Regions from separate parts of the Sus scrofa genome. Here region 1 is linked to region 2. The links are chromatin contacts, called in public HiChIP or PLAC-seq maps. All regions are on one chromosome and are shown on one strand. The core of a region is the stretch at or near the end of the contact, and the rest is flanking DNA. Distances in the headings are between cores, read along the strand shown. Region 1 overlaps RAB3IL1 (guanine nucleotide exchange factor for Rab-3A). Region 2 has its middle 32 kb from the start of INCENP.

The links. HiChIP or PLAC-seq counts read pairs in DNA pulled down with a chosen protein or histone mark.
Region 1: a contact with region 2 is called in an H3K27ac HiChIP or PLAC-seq map of alveolar macrophages. The contact joins two enhancer-like sites. A contact is called at or near these places in 2 of 5 promoter capture datasets (fetal liver and liver), 22 of 47 Hi-C or Micro-C datasets (alveolar macrophages, blood, brain and 13 more) and 2 of 2 datasets of contacts at active chromatin or transcription factors (alveolar macrophages and skeletal muscle).

Annotation. Positions count from the first base shown.
Region 1 is chr2:9,583,803-9,587,588 of Sscrofa11.1, reverse strand. All of the region lies in intron 1 of RAB3IL1 (guanine nucleotide exchange factor for Rab-3A), which reads right to left. Among named protein-coding and RNA genes, the nearest start is that of RAB3IL1, 8.4 kb to the right of the region's middle. Within about 2 kb of position 2,453, at least 4 of the 83 cell types and tissues checked have an H3K27ac peak or open chromatin away from gene starts, as enhancers often do. A contact at or near this core is called in alveolar macrophages, where this site is marked.
Region 2 is chr2:9,476,352-9,480,133 of Sscrofa11.1, reverse strand. No RefSeq gene overlaps it. Among named protein-coding and RNA genes, the nearest start is that of INCENP, 32 kb to the right of the region's middle. Within about 2 kb of position 2,038, at least 8 of the 83 cell types and tissues checked have an H3K27ac peak or open chromatin away from gene starts, as enhancers often do. A contact at or near this core is called in alveolar macrophages, where this site is marked.

The DNA.
Region 1 (3,786 bases), core at 1,204-3,703, 110 kb before region 2:
TGCGGACCCTCCCCAGAGGCCAGCTCCTGTGACTCAGTGTTCAGATGAAAGAGGGTCCCCAGGGCCCTCGGCCACCCAAGGCGAAAGCGGCTCTTTTCCACACGTTAGGCTTCCAGACCAGCACGCCTGTGGCGGTGAGGACTCAGCCCTTGGCAAGCACGGGTTACCACTCACGTTCAGCTCTGCCTCTCTCCCCACCCAGTCCAGGTCCGCGGCCCCCTGTGCAAACCTTTCCATCCCCAGTTCCCTGCAGAAACAGAGTTCGGTGTCCAGGACACCTGTAGGAGCCACTGGGAAGGGGTTTAACTCCAGGGGCAGGAGATGGAAAGAGGCAAGGTCAGAGGTCAATGGGAACAGCCAACATGCCCCATCCTGAAGCCAGCTCCACTGCCTAGAGCCCAGGGCAGTTCATACAGGAAGGGCCTTGCTGGGTCACTTCCCCAGGAAATGCACAAGGTGGGGGGAGGCAGGAACCGCAATCCTGGCTCCCCAGGCCTGCCTAGGAAGGCCAGCAGGGCTTTTCTCCCCATCCACAAAAACTGGCAAATGAGGGAGTTCCCGTTGTGGCTCAGTGGGTTAAGAACCTGACACAGAATCCCTGAGGATTCAGGTTCAATCTCAGATTTAAAAAGACTATTTCTGGGGAGTTCCTGTCGTGGCGCAGTGGTTAACAAATTCAACTAGGAACCATAAGGTTGCGGGTTCGATCCCTGCCCTTGCTCAGTGGGTTAACGATCCGGCATTGCCATGAGCTGTGGTGTAAGTTGCAGATGCGGCTTGGATCCCACGTTGCTGTGGCTCTGGTGTAGGCTGGTGGCTACAGCTCTGATTAGACCCCTAGCCTGGGAACCTCCCATATGCTGCGGGAGCGGTCCAAGAAATGGCAAAAAGACAAAAAAATAAATAAATAATAATTTAAAAATTAAAAAATAAAAAGGCTATTTCCGGAGCTTCCGTCATGGCTCAGTGGAAACGAATTTGACTTGTATCCATGAGGATGCAGGTTCGATCCCTGGCCTCGCTCAGTGGGTTAAGGATCCACGGTTGCCGTGAGCTGTGGTGTAGGTCGCAGACGCAGCTCGGATCCCACATTGCTGTAGCTGTGGTGTAGACCAGCAGCTATAGCTTCAATTTGACCCCTGGCCTGGAAACTTCCAGATGCCTCGAATGCAGCTCTAAAAAGAAAAAGAAAAAAAAAAAAAAAAAAAAGACAAAATGAGGGCCACCCCTGGATTCTAAGGTCCCCAGTCACCCAGTAACCCCCAGCAGGGCCAAGGTAGGGTCCCATATACCTCTTCCCAGCCCTGGCCCATCCCGCTTCCCACGGGGTCCTTCTGCCCTCAAACCCCCTCCCCTCCAGCCCACCACAGCCCAGGTCACTCTTTGACTTAAAGATCCCCCCTGCCCTCTGCGCACAGGCACAATGGGTTCGCTAAGCAAGCAGGGGAGGACTCAGCAAGTCAACACTGAAAACCAGGGAAAGGAGAGGGCTGGGGGCTCACACTGGACCCTCACCCTCAGCCTGGAGCCACCAAGCCCAAGCTCCGGGACTGCCGCAGCTGGTCGAGTCTGCAGGAACCCCGCCCGACCCAGAGCCTGGCTCCAGAATAGCCTCAGCACAGGGGCCCAGTTCAGCATTGCTCAGGGCTTCCTGGGCAGACCAGCAAGCCCTGAGGACACTGAGGCTGACGGCCAAGTGACTCTGGTCCCGGGGCCAAGGGGGTCCCAGGAAAGGTTTCATATATTGGCTCCCCGACCAACCTGCAAGCCCAGCCAGGCTCGGCCTACAGAGAATGGCCACGTCTTCGGCTCCACACCCACCAACACATCATTGATTCCCAAGCTCTGCTCACATCCCCGCCAGCCCACTGTTCCACAAACTCCACGGATGTCACGATGGACAGACAGGGAGATCCTCTGCCAGGATTTGTTTGTTTGTTTTTGTTTGTTTTTGTTTTTAGGGCCCCACCCACAGCATATGGAAGTTCCTAGGCTAGGGGCTGAATTGGAGCTGCAGCTGCCAGCCTAACACCACAGCTCACAGCAATGCCTGATCTTTAACCCACTGAGTGAGGCCAGGGATCAAACCCACATCCTCATGGATACTAGTCAGGTTCTTAACCTGCTGAGCCACACTGGAAACCCCCCCAGCCCAGTTTTGTTTGTTTGGCTTGGTTTGGTTTTGGCCATGCCTGCAGCATAGGGAAGTTCTAAAACCAGGGATCAAACCCGTGCCATAGCAGTGACAGCCATAGCGATGACAACACTGGGTCTTTCATCTGCTGAGACACCAAGGACTGATCTCCCAGCCCGGTATGAGGTACCCGAGGCTCAGAGAGGGATGGCAACCTGGCTGGAACATACAGCAGGGGAAGTGGGGGGGGGGGACTGAACCAGAGGCCAGGCACTAATGTGTCATGTGAACTGTCACCCAGAAAAGTCAGGCCCGGAGGAGAGGGGATGAATGGTGGTTTCGGAGAAGTGAAGCAGGATGCAGATGGGGTTTGAGGAAGTTTGAGACAGTGCCCAAGTGGTGGCGGGGGTGGTGGGGTTCCAGACAAGGTGGCTATTCTAGCCAGGCAGGCTCTGGGCTAGGAGGGGACATGCAGAGGGAACGCACGCAGAGGGAACACAGAGGGACAAAAGATGTGGGGGGGGGCGATTATGGGAGGACCATGGACTGTGCCACAAGAGAAGTTCCCGTTGTGGCACAGCGGAAACAAATCCGACTAGCAACCGTGAAGTTGCAGGTTCGATCCCTGGACTCGCTCAGTAGGTTAAGGATTGGCATTGCTGTAGCTGTGGTGTAAGGCAGCAGCTGTAGCTCCAATTTGACCCCTAGCCAGGGAACCTCCATATGCCTTGGGTGTGGCCCTAAAAAGCAAAAAAAAAAAAAAAAAGCAAAAAAAAAAAAAAGCAAAGAAAAGAAAAGAAAAAAAGGAGTTCCCATTGTGGCACAGTGGAAACGAATCTGACTAGGAACCGTGAAGTTTCGGGTTCGATCCCTGGCCTTGCTCAGTGGTTTAAGGATCTGGCGTTGCCATGAGCTGTGATGTAGGTCACAGATGGGGCTCAGATCTGGTGTTGCTGTGGCTCTGGTGTAGGCCGGCGGCTACAGCTCCGATTCGACCCCTAGCCTGGGAACCTCCATATGCTGCGTGTGCGGCCCTAAAAAGCAAAAAAACAAAAAAAAAACCCCAAGGACTGTAAGAACAGTGGTGCCCATGACAGGAATGAGGAACTGAGAGGGGGGTCTTTCAGGGACAGGAAGGCAGGAAGCTGAGGCATTTGGGAAGTGGTGGCTGAGGCAGGAGGCGCCAGCCCCAAGGGAGCAGCTGCGGCCTGGATGAGGGGAAGGACAGAGAGCCAGCCTGGAGACCTGAACAGAAGGGGTGGAGGGGAGGGTTCCAGAAGAATGGGACAATGGTGTCATACATGGCAAGAGAAGAATGCCAGAGACCCCAGGGGTAGGAGAGGGAGGGCCTGGACCACTCCAGGAAGGGGGAAGCAGGTGTGCGCAGGAGGGCAGCAGCCGTGCCTGGTAGAACGTGGGACAAGATGGGAAGGAGGGCAGGAGCAGCTTCGAGGATGCTAGGCAGCGAGGTCAGAACACCTGAGGCAGGTGGACCGGCCCAAGCCTCTCCCTGTCATAGCCCCAGGCCTGCCAGCCCAGCCCAGCTCTGATGAGAGAATCCAGCCCTGTGTCCATGTGTCCACTGGGAGCCTGCACAAGGGCTGAGGGGGTAGCAGGCTCCCTCCTCTACTGGGGCAGAGCAGGGCACACTT
Region 2 (3,782 bases), core at 789-3,288:
TTTATTACTCAAATGAATTTATGGTGTGTCAGTTTGATTGTTTTCAAAACAGAAGGTCAAGGAGGTCCCGTCATGGCTCAGTGGTTAACGAATCCGACTGGGAACCATGAGGTTGCGAGTTCGATCCCTGGCCTCGCTCAGTGGGCTAAGTAAGGATCCAGCATTGCCATGAGCTGTGGTGTAGGTCGCAGACGTGGCTTGGATCCTGCATTGCTGTGGCTCTGGCATAGGCTGGCAGCTATAGCTCTGATTAGATCCCTAGCCTGGGAACTTTGTATGCCATGGATGCGGCCCTAGAAAAGGCAAAAAGACAAAAACCAAAAACCAAAAAAGCAAACAAAACCCAGAAGGTCAAAGTTAGCAAAAGATAAATAACATTTCTCAAAGGGGTCCCCTTGGCTCTGCTTCTTCCAGAATCCAGCCTCTTGTCATTTCTTGACAGGGTTACTTTTTTTTTTTTTTTTTTTTTTTTTCTTTTAGGGAGGACGGCACCTGTGGCATATGGAAGGTACTGGGCTAGGGATCAAATCAGAGCCACAGCTGCTGGCCTATGCCACAGCCACAGCCATGCCAGATCGCAGCTGCATCTGTGACCTACACTGCATCTTTTGGCAAGGCCTGATCATAACCCACTGAACGAGGCCAGGGATCACACCCGCATGCTCATGGATGCTTGTCAGGTTCTTAACTGGCTGAACCCTGATGGGAACTCCCAGACAACTTTTTTTTTTTTTTTTTTTTTTTGTCTTTTTGCCTTTTTTCTAGGGCCGCTCCAGCGGCATATGGAGGTTCCCAGGCTAGGGGTCGAATAGGAGCTATAGCTACTGGCCTACGCCAGAGCCACAGCAACATGGGATCCAAGCTGCGTCTGTGACCTATACCACAGCTCACGGCAACACCAGATCCTTAACCCCCTGAACAAGGCCAGGGATCGAACCCACAACCTCATGGCTCCTTGTCGGATTCATTAACCACTGAGCCACGACGGGAACTCCTCCCTGACGACTTCTTAAAGTCTCTCTGCTTTTGCCCATGCCCAGCACAACCCCAGTTTCCACCTACACCCACCAGCCACCCTTAAGTGGACAGACCTCCTTCCCTCGGCACAGAGTATATGGTGGCAGGCTCTCCACCTTCCAGCCAAGAGTTAAACAGCTTTTAATGAAAGGAGTTGCAAGACATGAGATTGACCCAGCTAAGCAGTTTGCCAGGCAGGCTTTATCCCTGTCTGGGGATCAGGACCTGCCACCTGCCATGTGTGAGGATGAGGGATTTCCTGTGCTCCTGCCGGAGAAGAAAGAAGTACAGGAGTTCCCACTGTGGCTCAGCTAGTTAAGAACCTGACTAGTATCCATTAGGATGCAGGTTTGATCCCTGGCCTTGCTCTGTGGGTTATGAGTATCTGGCATTGCTGCAAGCTGCTGTGTAGGTCACAGATGTGGCTCAGATCCTGCATTGCCGTGGCTGTGGTGTCGGCCGGCAGCTGCAGCTCCAATTCCACTCCTAGCCTAGAAAAGTCCATATGCCATAGGTTCAGCCCTAAAAAGAAAGAAAAAAAGGAATTCCTGTTGTGGCTCAGTGGAAACGAATCTGACTAGTATCCATGCGGATGCAGGTTCAATCCCTAGCCTCGCACAGGTGGTTAAAGGACCCGGCCTTGTTGTGGCTGTGGCTGTGGCGTAGGCCAGCAGCTGTAGCTCTGATTCAACCCCTAGCCTGGGAACTCCCATATGCCTCAAATGCAGCCCTAAAAAGCAAAAACAAAACAAAACCAAAAAAAAGCAAGCAAGCAAGAAATACATACATAAAAACACCACTAGCCTCTGGCCTGTGCTTTCACTTTCAGGGGAATTGAAGCATGATATCATTTTGTTTGAACCTCAAAACAGACCCTTGGGGAAAGGGGGGCAGGTTTTAAGGTTATTTCAGCCAGGTGGCCCAGGCGAGGTATGAAATAAGCACCCTCCCCTCCCCTCCCAGAGACAGGCTGACACATGTCTGGCTCAAGCAAATTAACGACCTCATTGCAATTACTCACTGGTCTGCAACATGTTCAAACGCCAACACAAACAGAGAAGAGGAGAAGCCTTGTGGGAAGAAGGAAAGCAGACACGTATTTCAGCTTATTAAGATGTATCTTTATTTTTCTATTTTATTTTTTTCTTAATGAATCGTATTACCTTTACAGGTGTACAACAGTCATCACAACCAAACCCTACGGCACGTCCATCCCAAACCCTCAGTACATCCCCCCAACCCCCAACCGGTCTCCTTTGGAAACCATAAGTTCTTCAAAGTCTGTGAGTCAGTATCTGTTCTGCAAAGAAGGATTGTGTCCTTTTTTAGATTCCATAAGTAAGTGATAGCATTTGATGTTGTTGTCTCATTGTCTGACTGACTTCACTTAGCATGATAATTTCTAGGTCCATTCATGTTGCTAACGATGCCCTCATTTCTTTCCTTTTGATGGCTGAATAATATTCCGCTGTCGATGGACATTTAGGTTGTTTCCATGTCTTGGCTATTGCAAAGAGTGCTGCAATGAACATTGGAGGACTTGTGTCTTTTCAAGTCATGGTTAAGATGTGTCTTTAAAGGCATGAATTTTTGGAGTTCCCATCGTGGCGCAGTGGTTAACAAATCCAACTAGGAATCCAACTAGGAGGTTTCAGGTTCGATCCCTGGCCTTGCTCAGTGGGTTAAGGATCCGGCGTTGCCGTGAGCTGTGGTGTAGGTTGCAGATGAGGCTCGGATCTCCCGTTGCTATGGCTCTGGTGTAGGCCGGTGGCTACAGCTTCGATTCGACCCCTAGCCTGGGAACCTCCATATGCTGCAGGAGCAGCCCTAGAAAAGGTAAAAAAGACCAAAAAAATAAAGAAAGAAAGAAGATGAGCCAAGGCCCAAAGCACGTGTGTGTGTGTGTGTGTGCGTGCGTGCACGCACGTGTGCAAAGTCACGTGCATCTCCATGACCCAGTCACATGCGCTCCCCTCCCCGCTTCTCGGATGGCACCTGCCAGGGTAGGTGGAAAAAACCTCTTTCCTTTCAAGTCCATTGTCTTCAGTGGACATTTTCAATCTTCGTAGCCCAAAGCTGAGAAAATCTACCCCCCAAGGAAGGAATCTAAGCTGAGTCTTAACTTTCTAGAAGGTACCAGGCAGCCCCGATTTGTTTACTGAACAGACTTGTCTTAACACGAATTGCTTGTGTATTCTGCTACCTGCTCATCGGTAAGTCCCTCCATTTATCCCGGAGGCACCAGCTTCCCATCTCCCTCTGCTCTTCCCTCTCGTTACCGGCACTTCCAGCTTCAAACTACTTTTTGTTCCTTTCTGCATTTAGAAAGAAAATGTGGAGAGACGGGGAATCCATACGAGGAAGCAGAGAGGGGAGGAAAAAGACACCTCCTATCACCTCTGCCCTGGATGCTGCCCACATGGCTGCCCGCATGGCCACCGGTGCCCTCCCCAACCCAGTGCAGGAAAATCAACCGTCCCTGCCCTCATCCTTCAAACAGGCACAGGGGGAGAAGGGGGTGGCGTCCCGCTGCCTTCTGTGGAGCCGGGTCCTGAGCATCCTGGGCAGCATTTGCAGAGGCTCTTCTCGCCAGCAAGGCCAGAGGAACCTGGCTGCAAAGGAGCCCAAAGAACCCCAGAGAAACCTGGGCAGGCAAGACAAGGTGGAAAAACCCACGGTCAAAAAAGGGAAAGAAAAACAGAGGTGTGCTCTTAGGAAAAGGTCAGTGTCCCCTGTCCCCTAGGGCCCGCAGGTCAGAGAAGTTT